Regions from separate parts of the Anas platyrhynchos genome. Here region 1 is linked to region 2. Evidence: chromatin contacts called from public Hi-C data. All regions are on one chromosome and are shown on one strand. Each heading gives the region's core, a stretch centred on a gene start, on an enhancer-like site or on the middle of the called end of the contact. The rest is flanking DNA. Distances are from core to core; before and after follow the strand shown. Region 1 overlaps SBF2 (SET binding factor 2). Region 2 overlaps SBF2 (SET binding factor 2).

Region 1 (4,999 bases), core at 603-3,102, 61 kb after region 2:
AAGAACTGGTAGACATTAATACAGGCACTTTGGATTTAAATTGGAAAAACAGGTTATCTCCATATTAATGGATTCAGATAGTCACAGGCAGCAGAATGGAAAGGTTTCTGTCTTTTGGTATCCTCTCAAACAATGTCCGAGCTGCCCCAAAAACCAGTGGAAATGCCATAACCAACACTGCTCACTATATGCAAAATGATCACATGGAATTTTTATTATTATTATTTTTCAAGACTGCTTAAGCTCAGATGCACTAGCCACATCCCTCAAACTATTTAATATAGCATACACATGCATGAGCACAGCATGAAAGATCACTGCATGTTAACATCCTACAAAAGCAAGACTTCCTATACTTAACTGAAGTATTTTGCAATGATTTTTCTTCAATTGTTAAGATATTTAAATGTAATATGGTGTACAAAAATTGTGATGATCTTATAGTAATTTTGAAAGCTGTGATTTCACACCTACAACAATGAACTATAATTTCATTTGCATGAAGATAAGTAGAAAAAAATAATAATAAAAAGAACTCCAACAGTATCTTTACCTTGAGGATTACTAAAGTCAACCTATTACAAACCAATTCTGGCCAAACAGCAAATTAGACTTGAATTTTTAGACATACGTTATGTGCCTTTCTTATACATATTCATAGCTAATTTGTCCAAGACCAGAACAAAATTTTAGCCTGTAAGAATTCTGAATCAGCAGTGTATACCTTAACAAATTAAAGAAAAAGCAACTTTTCTCCCCAGATAAACTTTTCTAATCTGCCCTCTTTCTCATTCCCTTCTTCCCATCTTTCTCTTTAAGCAATACAAACATGCAACACATTAAAATTCTGGCACAATTCGCTGGTTCCTGAACCCTAGTCCCCTAAACTCCCTTCTTGTATAAATCTTTCCCCATGAAAGGTCACATGCCATCTCTTGCTTGCCCTTGGAATTCCAGAAGCAAGCTGTTAATGCAACTTACATTCCAAATTAATGAGAACTGTGATAAACTCTGTCTTTTTACTTACAAACCCATGATAAAAATACATTTGAGTTGTACATTTGAGTTAATAATTACACAAGCAAAGCTCAGGGTATAAGAACTTTGTTGATCTGTAAAGAAAACTACAAAATACATCGTTTTCAGCCTGCACAGAAGAAACACTACAGATCATCAAGAATGAGGGGGCACTACACAAAGAATTAAGCCACACAAAATACTTCAAAGCTACCATTATACATCCCAGGTATAAGGTTACTAAATCATTTTGAGTACTCAGAGGCAAAGGTTTACATGTTGAAATTCAGAAACATACTGACAGTGAAAGATACACAGGTGCAAGTGGCAGAGTAAAGTGCTGCTTATCCTTCACAAAACAGTACTGAGTACTCCAGAAATCACTAAAATCCGCTGGGAAGTGAAATCTTTTGCATCAGTGCTCTTAAACAATTTGAAACAGCAGAGGGTAAACATTTTAAATCTAACAGAAGACACACAACAAGAATGCTAACAAGCAATTAATGGAATCGGAGCCCAGCACAGATGATAATGGTTGCTGTGACAACTCTTAATACCAAGCCACACTACCTCGTTTCCACACACAACAACCTTTGCTTCTCCTCAACACCTATCAGCCATACCTACAAGCAGCCAACTACCCGAATTCCCCCGCAGATCACAAGAACCCACTGGTAACGTGACCTTCAGCAAGATCAGATAGCTGAATGTGAACAGAACAAAAAAAAAAAAAAAAAAGAGGAAAACTCAATTTTACCAATTAGAAAGATCGGTAGACCATTTTTACCTAACGCTTGTATAGTGTGCAGGCTGGCTCCCCTACTGAAATTAGTGTTTACAAACATGCATGGATTACGTCAAACAACAACAGCTCAGATTAGGAGGATATCCTTTACGAAATAAACACTCAACATAGCAATTGTTTTAAGACATACCACTGACACCTAAGCACAACTGAAATCAACCTTCAGTTCATAAGCTGAAGGGGCAGTTTAGGGGCAGTTCCTGCCCCTAAACCCCAATACAAATTGCAAGCATGGCCCCTTTATGGGTCCCCTTGGGCTCCCTTTAGCAGGTCTGCATTCTTCACTCTTTCTTCACAAAGAACCCACCCAAAATAACTGCCTTCCAGTTCTCCCCCTTTGATGTCTTCCTGTTCTAGGGCTGCGGCAGGGAGCAGGGTGGCAGAGGAATAAAATAGTCTAGGTGGCAGCAGAATCAAATTTGTATCAACACATGTTCCCAGGATTTCTTGTTTTGCACAGTTTTCAGTGACATTTTCTTTAAGAAACTGCTTCTTAAGGAACAACACTTAGATCGGAGCTTACTGGAAGCTGGACTAAGGAAGAACCGAAGAATTCAACTCTTCGGTACTATCTATGGCCTCTGGGCAGTGCTGTAGTGGTTTCTGGTGTGTTTAAGATGGTCTTTTCAGTCCTGTCACCCCCGATAACAGAAGGACTCCTGTTATTTGGCTTGTAACTCTCCAGTTATGCTATAGAAGTCTTGATGCCAAGAAAAAAATATTACAAAAGATATCTCTGTTTTAGAAGAGTTTAACTCAGTCCCAAGATGGAAATCAGAGCTGGAACCAAGGTGAACAAGAACACTAAATACCTAGAAAGGAAAATACTTCTTTGATATGGCACAAAGTTCTAAAAATCTGCTCAAACCCACTGTAACGCATTACAAGTTATGTGCATCTTAAAGACTGAAGTAGAGTGGACATGAAAATTTACCTAAAGAGAATTTAACTAGTGTATTCTACAGAGGAAACACTTTATTGTGGCCTAACAGCCATAAAAGGTTAAAAAAAAAATGCCGGTGCTTTTAGCAAGGCAGACTTCCCACAGTGACCACAGATATTATTATTTGTGCAACTGGCAAAATTCATAGTCAGTTCATCTTAATGAAGTCAAAGAAATGCATTCAACAATCTTGGGAATCTGAACAACAGACATCCTGGATGCTTGCCATATTATCAAGGATATAAAAAACAACAGGATAAGATGATCTTTCGATACTTCTCTTTGTAAACAGGAAAATTGTGTTGAACTTCTCAGAGAAAAAAAAAAAAAAGAAAGTTGTATTTTAATCCTCCCCAAATGTACTGACACAGTTAGTCAGAACTACCTGAGACACTTGGATGGTTCCATTTCCTGAATGCCTCAGTATTTGATTTTGGTACTTTTCTGTTCTGCAGAACCGATAACCCATCTTACACACAGGGAAAGGAAGCACAGAAAAAGTGGTCTGCGTCCCCAGAGGACGCACAACAAGTGGCCCCAATCTATACCACCAAATTGCAGGTCAGTGCCTTATTCACAGGATCATCCTTCCTGCTGTTGCAACAGATATTCTCCTGTGCAGGTCAACTGCTAATCTCTTCATTCCTAGGTTAAAAAAAATATAAATCGTTTCTGTGCTTTGTAAATAAAGGAAGAAAAAAGGCCTCTATTCTACAGCTTATATTTTAATTAAAGCACAGAAGAAAAAAATGGCAATCTACACCATATCTCATTCCACTAAATCAACAGTTATTTCTGTGAAAAGAAGGATATCAATTCCTACTCAGTAAGAAAACCTTTAAAGTAGGTTTGGGTAGTCTTGGAAAAATTAACTTCAATTAACTTGAATGAACTTCATCCAATGCAATGCAAAATGAAAATGGACAAACATACAAAGCAGAAGAGCAAGGAAGCGAAATCAGAGGAAAGTGAAACACGGTCAGAATGAAGAGGTAGAAGAGTGAATAAACAAATGTTATAATCATTATTGGTTCAATGCATATTTACCTACTCCAGCAATATCTAATACCACTCACTGGCTGACAGCACACAAAATGATTTGGCCAGCCATTACTCACTCCATCATTTTTTCTCTCTGAATAGCCACATACCAAACATCACCAAGTCAGAATTATACCTGAGAGTTTTTTAGCCATGTAAAGTGCTATCTCATTTTGAACGCTGTGTTTTAGACCAAAAGCTTAGCAACTAGTGGCCATGACCTCACTGACATTTTCAATTGTTAATTATGTAAAAACATATTTCCTTTTGCTGCTGTGGCAACTACTGTTTTTAAAAGCCTATGTAGCAACTTTGGCAATAATCTGAAGTGTTCTATAAAACTCTAGAATTAGAAACTCAAGAAAACATTACACTGTCTAGAGCCTATAGAGGTGTCAGTTACTATTGAAGAACCCTTCATTACCACCACCTTTCACTGGGATTCTCATTACCCCCAGATTTTATCTGAGTAAGTTACTGGTGCATTTACTACAGCTTGGCTCTAACACTTGCGAACCTCATTTCCAAAAAGAACTCTGGGACACGCTACACTTCCAGACGTACACCACATTTTTGTTGGGTGGACAATAACACAGCTTTATAAAAGTCTTGAAAGAAAATAACTGACAAGAGAAAGCAATGGTGAATGTTAAACTGCTTTCAAGCTACTCTCTCCCCAGTGGTTGGCATAATATTCAAGAAGCTAGGAAAAAGCTTGAGGGACTGGAAGGGAGAAAGTTTCCTGCTCACAGACAATTCCCCTTTTTGTTTGCAAACAACTGACTTCTGCCAGCTTTTGGATAGGAAAGGAAGACCAGAGTTAAAAATAAGCATTCTATATTGAACAAACATTCTTTTGAATACACCAAACTGAACAAGACTTCCCCAGCTGTCTTGGAAAAATCTGTTCTATTTATTTTCAAGGAAGGTATAAAAATTAAGATGACAAAACTGCCCTCTGCTTTGTACTTAGAATCCAGGTCTTAGAGCTTCTCTGAGTGCTCAAGAAAAAATAAATAAAATAAGATTTAGGGAATTCCTGAATATGAAGATTCAGGTGCAAATGCAACAGTTATAAGATATTCTCTAAGTGAGAATATCTAACGTCTTTTGGCTATTTATTTCAAGCACAAGCATGCATTAACATGTTTCTTTTTTTCTTTTAGCAGAGTAGAAACAAAACTAAGGTGGGG
Region 2 (5,452 bases), core at 81-2,580:
GCTTATGTTTCATTACAGATTGTACATGTGCTGAATTCTTGTCTAATGACCATGTAACAGGGCACGTTCAATTATTCTCTTTGGGTTTTAGAAAGAAACAGGAAGTTTGGCTATAAACAAAACAGTCATAGAATAAATTTCACCACAGCAAGTTCATCTGAAAAATATGCATTCTTTACAACACAGCCAGGAATGGCATTATGAGAACCAACATCCTGCTGCTCTCAAATTTATTTTATTTTATTTTATTTTTATTTTATTTTATTTTTTTTTTACTACTTAGGCAATATAAGAAAATAACCTTTTAGTTAATACTGGATGTTTTGTGATGAGCATTACTTGGAAGATGTGGATCATGAATCAAAAGCAGCTGCTAGAAACCACAGGATAAATAACAAGTTTGCTAAATTTAGTATATGTTATGAAATACATAGAGTGCAAGAAGAGTCAACCATTGTAAATTTTTATCAGCTGGGAAAGAATTACTGTAGAATGTTTCACTCTTTACTTATTAAGTAAAGGAGAGATGACAGATATCAATAGGAAGATGTCAGCTAATCTACGCTAAAATATATCTACTCTTCAGTTACATTTCTGCTTTTAGCTCCTTCCAATAATGTACAAAATAGCCATTTAAACTGTAGTGTTAATGAAATAAGAACAATTATTATTTTCTGGCTTCCAATTGTGCCTAGAAAAAGCACAATATTATTGCTACTCCACATCTATTATTTATTCTACAAGGCAGAGAAGGATTTCAACACCATTATCAAACAGAATACATTTGGATCACTAAAAGCATGTTCTTCAAATAATTAATGGTGTTACAGTTCTTCACTAAAATAGACAACAATTTTACTTAGCCCCTTAGGTAATTTTAACTAATTTTTTTTAATATTCGTAATGCCAAGACTTTACTTATTTTTGATTTTTCATGTTGGAAAGAAAATATTTCAAAACATAACAGTCCACAATTACAGACTGGATTAGGTTTTCCCTAGGTTCTAGCAACTAAAGATTCCAAGTATTAAGTCATAGCATAGATTCTGTGAAGTACTTTACATCAAATGGGAAACAAAATGTCTATTTTTGAAAGACTGAGGTTGCCCAAAATTAATTAAATGCATGTTTAAAACAAACATTGCCAAGTAGCTGACACCCAAAATCTGACCTACCTAAAAGCTGAAGAATCACTCTATCAGTTTTACAGTCTTGCTATTTACACCCACACCAGTCTTGCCAATAAATGCGCTTCCAGAAATATGTATGTAACATTACAGCATACGTGCACACATTTATCCTGTGCTAGTCTGATAGAGATGTCCAGCAGAGGGAGCAGAAGTTAATAAACCTTTATCTTAAAGCAAATGAGAATCATTCCTGCTATGTTAAACACAGAAGTAAATGAAAGGAACATTTTGTTGACCGTCCTATTAACAAAATCAAAACAAATGGTAGCAAAAAATAAAAAAGCATATGGTGGAGAAAAGAAAAGCCTTTTGTTGAAAACATGGGGCAATGGGTACAATTTATACCAGGGAAGATTCTAATTGGACATAAGAGGAGGATTTTTTAAATATATATATTATTTATTTTTTTTTACTGTGAGAGCAATCAATCATTGGAATATTAGAAAAACCTCCTCAAGGATGTGGTGGATTCTCTAACACTTGAGACCTTTAAAGCTTGGCTAGACAAGGTGTTAGACTATCTTGCCTAGGCCCTGCTTTCAGCATTTAAGATGGACCAGATGACTTCTGAGGTCCCTTCCAACCTGGGATTTTCTACGAGTCTCATTCTCAATTTTATTAAGGTGTTTGTTTGTTTAAGCAGATAAAAACAACAACAAAAACACAAACAAGCACATCAAGTTTACCTTGGAAGAAAAATACACACGTTTATATATGACAGAACAATACATTCTTACCAAGAAGATAAATATACTTTCTAAAATTATTAATCTTCTATTTCTAGACACTTTTTTCTGCATTTTTATAACTTATTGTGAAGACTTTACCTGCAGATTAATCTCTGCTTCATAGAAAGTTAAGCAGGAACAGTAGTGTCTCTCTGAGTCTATATCAGTCAAAACCACCACAAAGAACGTTGGCTGTTTTCTCTCTTTTGAAAGCTGCCATCCTCCAGGTTGGCAAAACTGAAGAAACAAAAAAAAAGACAGAGAGAGAGTTAAGCAATAATATCTGTTGTACTAAGAAATATGAGAAATTGTTTTAAACAAGATAAAATACTGTCTGAAACAAGAAGTTTAGAAAATTTCATTGAAATATATACAGGATTGCAAAATCTGAAGAAAATGGGAAAAACCCAACACATCTTAGAATTAGTCAGGGAGATGTAATAAACTGTACACACTAAAGATAGTTCCCTTTGAATTCAGTATTCAAGATAATCTTTGCAAGGACTTAACAGGCAACAACAGGAATAAACTGACAGATAACACAGGTTTCATTTGGATAACAGGTTAGAATTCAAAGCTAAAAATCATTGTGTCTTGGAATGTCTCCACTTACATTTTTAATTTCTCCGTCTATTTCAGGACTCCTAAGACTAGGAGCTGCAACCTACAGATTCATTAGAAACCCAGAAGCTCAACTAAAATTATCTTTGGAAGTACAAAACTACTGATAAACAGTACGAGACGTACACATTTTTGCACATGTATATGTACTGGGTCTGGCTGGAATGTTAACTTTCCCTGCAGCAGCCCATACAGTGCCGTACTCTACACTTGTAGCTGGAACAGCAGTGGGATCACACCAGTGTTGTGTCTGCTGCTGAGCAGTGCTGGCACAGCATCGGGCCTTTCTCTAACTCTCCTAGGGGGTGAGAAACATCACCAGGGCAGCTGGCCTAAACCAACCAAAGGGATATTCCATACCATGTGATGTCACACTCAGAAATAAAAGCTGGAAATAGGAAGAAGTAGGGAGGGGTGGGCTCTGGTTGGGAAAAGGTCGGTCCTCCTCTCGAACACCGGCTGCGTGCGTTGAGGCCCTGCTTCAAGGACGTGGTCAATCATCACTCATTTGTGGGAAGCAGAGAGTAATTTCTTTCCTCTGCACTTCCACATAGCCTTCATTTGTTTGTTTGTTTTCCTCCCTTCTTTTTATTTTTTCCCTTTCCCCCTCCCTTTTCCCCTTTCCCTTTTTATTTCCCTTTAGTTAAATTGTTTAGTTCATAATAATATTTTATTATTATTATTATTTCCCTTTGATTAAATTATCCTTATCTCAACCCGTGAGTTGTTCTTTGCCTTACTTCTCCCCCTCCTCATCTAAAAGAGGGGGAGTGAGAGCAGTTGTGGGGTTTAGCTGCCCAGCACGGTAAAACCACCACAGTATATACAATAATATAGTCAAGACAATCACAGAATACAAACGTTGAATGCTGCTTTTAGATATGATTGAGTTTTGCATGCAGTGTCACAACTACAGTGCAATCCTTTCCTGTGCAAGTACTAGCTGTATTCAAACCTTTTCTCTTCCACCCTGCAACAAAGAAAAGTCCAGTATCCTGTTTCCATTAGGAGCTAATAGCAGAAGCTTAAAAAGAGTACAAGATTGTGTAACTGCCCAGTTACTTCTGTCTCCTTACCATTAAAGTTTCCACTAGCATCCAGGTGACAAGCCTTCTGGTAGTCACAGGTGATGTATTTGTCCTTAACATTCACTCTTAGCTGTTAAAAACAGCTTTCCTCATTAGTTTATCTAGTCAAAATTAGATATTCCATTTACACCTACTTAAAATCATTCAATACTTACTCCAACAAATGCTTATTTATAGAGCAATATTTCTCAACTATTTATTAATTATCTCTATAAACTTAATTGTGAACATTCGAAATTTTCTAAGATGTCATCTCATAACAGGGATACGTTTTGCCATCCCTGTGAAAAATATGTTCAAAGTTCATGACTTTGTATGTCTCACGGACAAAAAAAAATCTTGCCTCGAAGATGCTGTAATTCTTCAAGTATATCATATTTTCTTAGAAGACGTTACTCTTGCAGCAACAAGCAGATGAAATATGTGCAACACCTATCACACATATCAAATAAGCTTAAGTCTCTTCCGTATTTATTCCTCCAAGTTTACGAGAGCTTGTTGCTGTGTAAGTCACCCTAACCTGGTAGGAAGTCACCACTGGTAGGAATTCTAACCTCGGAACAGAGGTACACAAGAAGCACGAGTAAAAAGAAATACAGCTCAAAAGCAAAGGGAAAAGTGTTTTGTTTTGTTTTTCTTTCTTTCAATGCCTGAAATACATCATTGATTGATAACTTGTTCCAGAAATGGAAGAGTGGAAGGTTGAAATTGAGAAGTCAGTTTGCTGAAGATTCTTGAAATGGCCTTTATGGAATTTTGTATTCATTGCTTCTTTTACTGAATACTTGAAGTCACATACACAGAAAACTCACAGTACATTTCTATTAACAAAATCATAAACTTAAAATTTACAAGGCATGAAGGCAACAGCCCATGTCTGGATTGGGAATTATAAAAATAAATAAATACATGAAATTTCTAGAATTGTTGAACAATAAAGATAGCAAAGGAACCAGAAAGAAAGGTTGAGATCTCATGTTTCTATCAATGTATTCTTTCCCCGGACACCCGCTAAAAGCTGAAAGATTGTGAGGAATAAGTTGTACACAAGCATTTACTACACATTCATCTTTAGATCCCCTACAATAAAACTTAGGCAGTCTTAGGTGAAAAGCAGTTAAAACTCTGCCTTTGATATACAGTGAGTTTTATGGTCCTGGGAAAATCTTCAAAACCAAAAGTTTCTCATGTTATGTTCTTCATGTCCTAGATACTCAGCTTAACACTTCTGAGTCTGTATACTTAGAAGAGCTAAGCACTCCTCCCTGCCACTGAGAATGACTGCTGTGAACATCAAAAAGTACTCTGTGAAAAGACATCCTAGTCATTCCAAGCTAAGCATCCAGTGTTAGTCCCCGAGTTTGATAATACTGACCTAATCTCCTTTTGTTTTTCATCCCACATCAGTTAAAAATAAGAAAATACCACCATTAATCTTGCAGGACTGCTATAAAGATAACATAATATGGTAGATATATACAGACATTATGACGAAAGGATCATCAAAAAGTTTCAAAATTAAATCATTAGGGATCTGTATGTATTGCAAAGGTCAGGAGGTATTTGGTAAATGAAGACTGGAATCTGTAGCTCAGAGAAGATAGAAAGACACAACTCCACTGAATAGCCATTTGTTCAATGACTACAAGCCAAAGTGCAACAAATACAGTAACATTCTGGTAATAAACAAATAGACCTGCCAAGCCTACCAGCTCTGACAGGAGCTCCTTGCTTGCCTCCACAGGCTCTGCTGGTGCCCACTGCCCATTGGCTTTCAGGACAATTCCCCATCGCACAGTGGGATGCGCAGCTTATGCATAGCTGA

What was found. A called contact is a pair of places that touch in the nucleus more often than the background predicts.
Region 1: a contact with region 2 is called in a Hi-C map of liver, with 1.7 times the contacts expected there. The contact joins two enhancer-like sites. A contact is called at or near these places in 2 of 8 Hi-C or Micro-C datasets (liver and small yellow follicle).

What each region holds. Positions count from the first base shown.
Region 1 is chr5:63,484,314-63,489,312 of IASCAAS_PekinDuck_T2T, forward strand. All of the region lies in intron 1 of SBF2 (SET binding factor 2), which reads right to left. Among named protein-coding and RNA genes, the nearest start is that of SBF2, 45 kb to the right of the region's middle. Within about 2 kb of position 1,853, at least 2 of the 8 cell types and tissues checked have an H3K27ac peak or open chromatin away from gene starts, as enhancers often do.
Region 2 is chr5:63,424,196-63,429,647 of IASCAAS_PekinDuck_T2T, forward strand. It overlaps SBF2 (SET binding factor 2), which reads right to left. Exons shown (of 41, transcript XM_038179378.2): 2 at 2,018-2,155. Among named protein-coding and RNA genes, the nearest start is that of SBF2, 100 kb to the right of the region's middle. Within about 2 kb of position 1,331, at least 3 of the 8 cell types and tissues checked have an H3K27ac peak or open chromatin away from gene starts, as enhancers often do.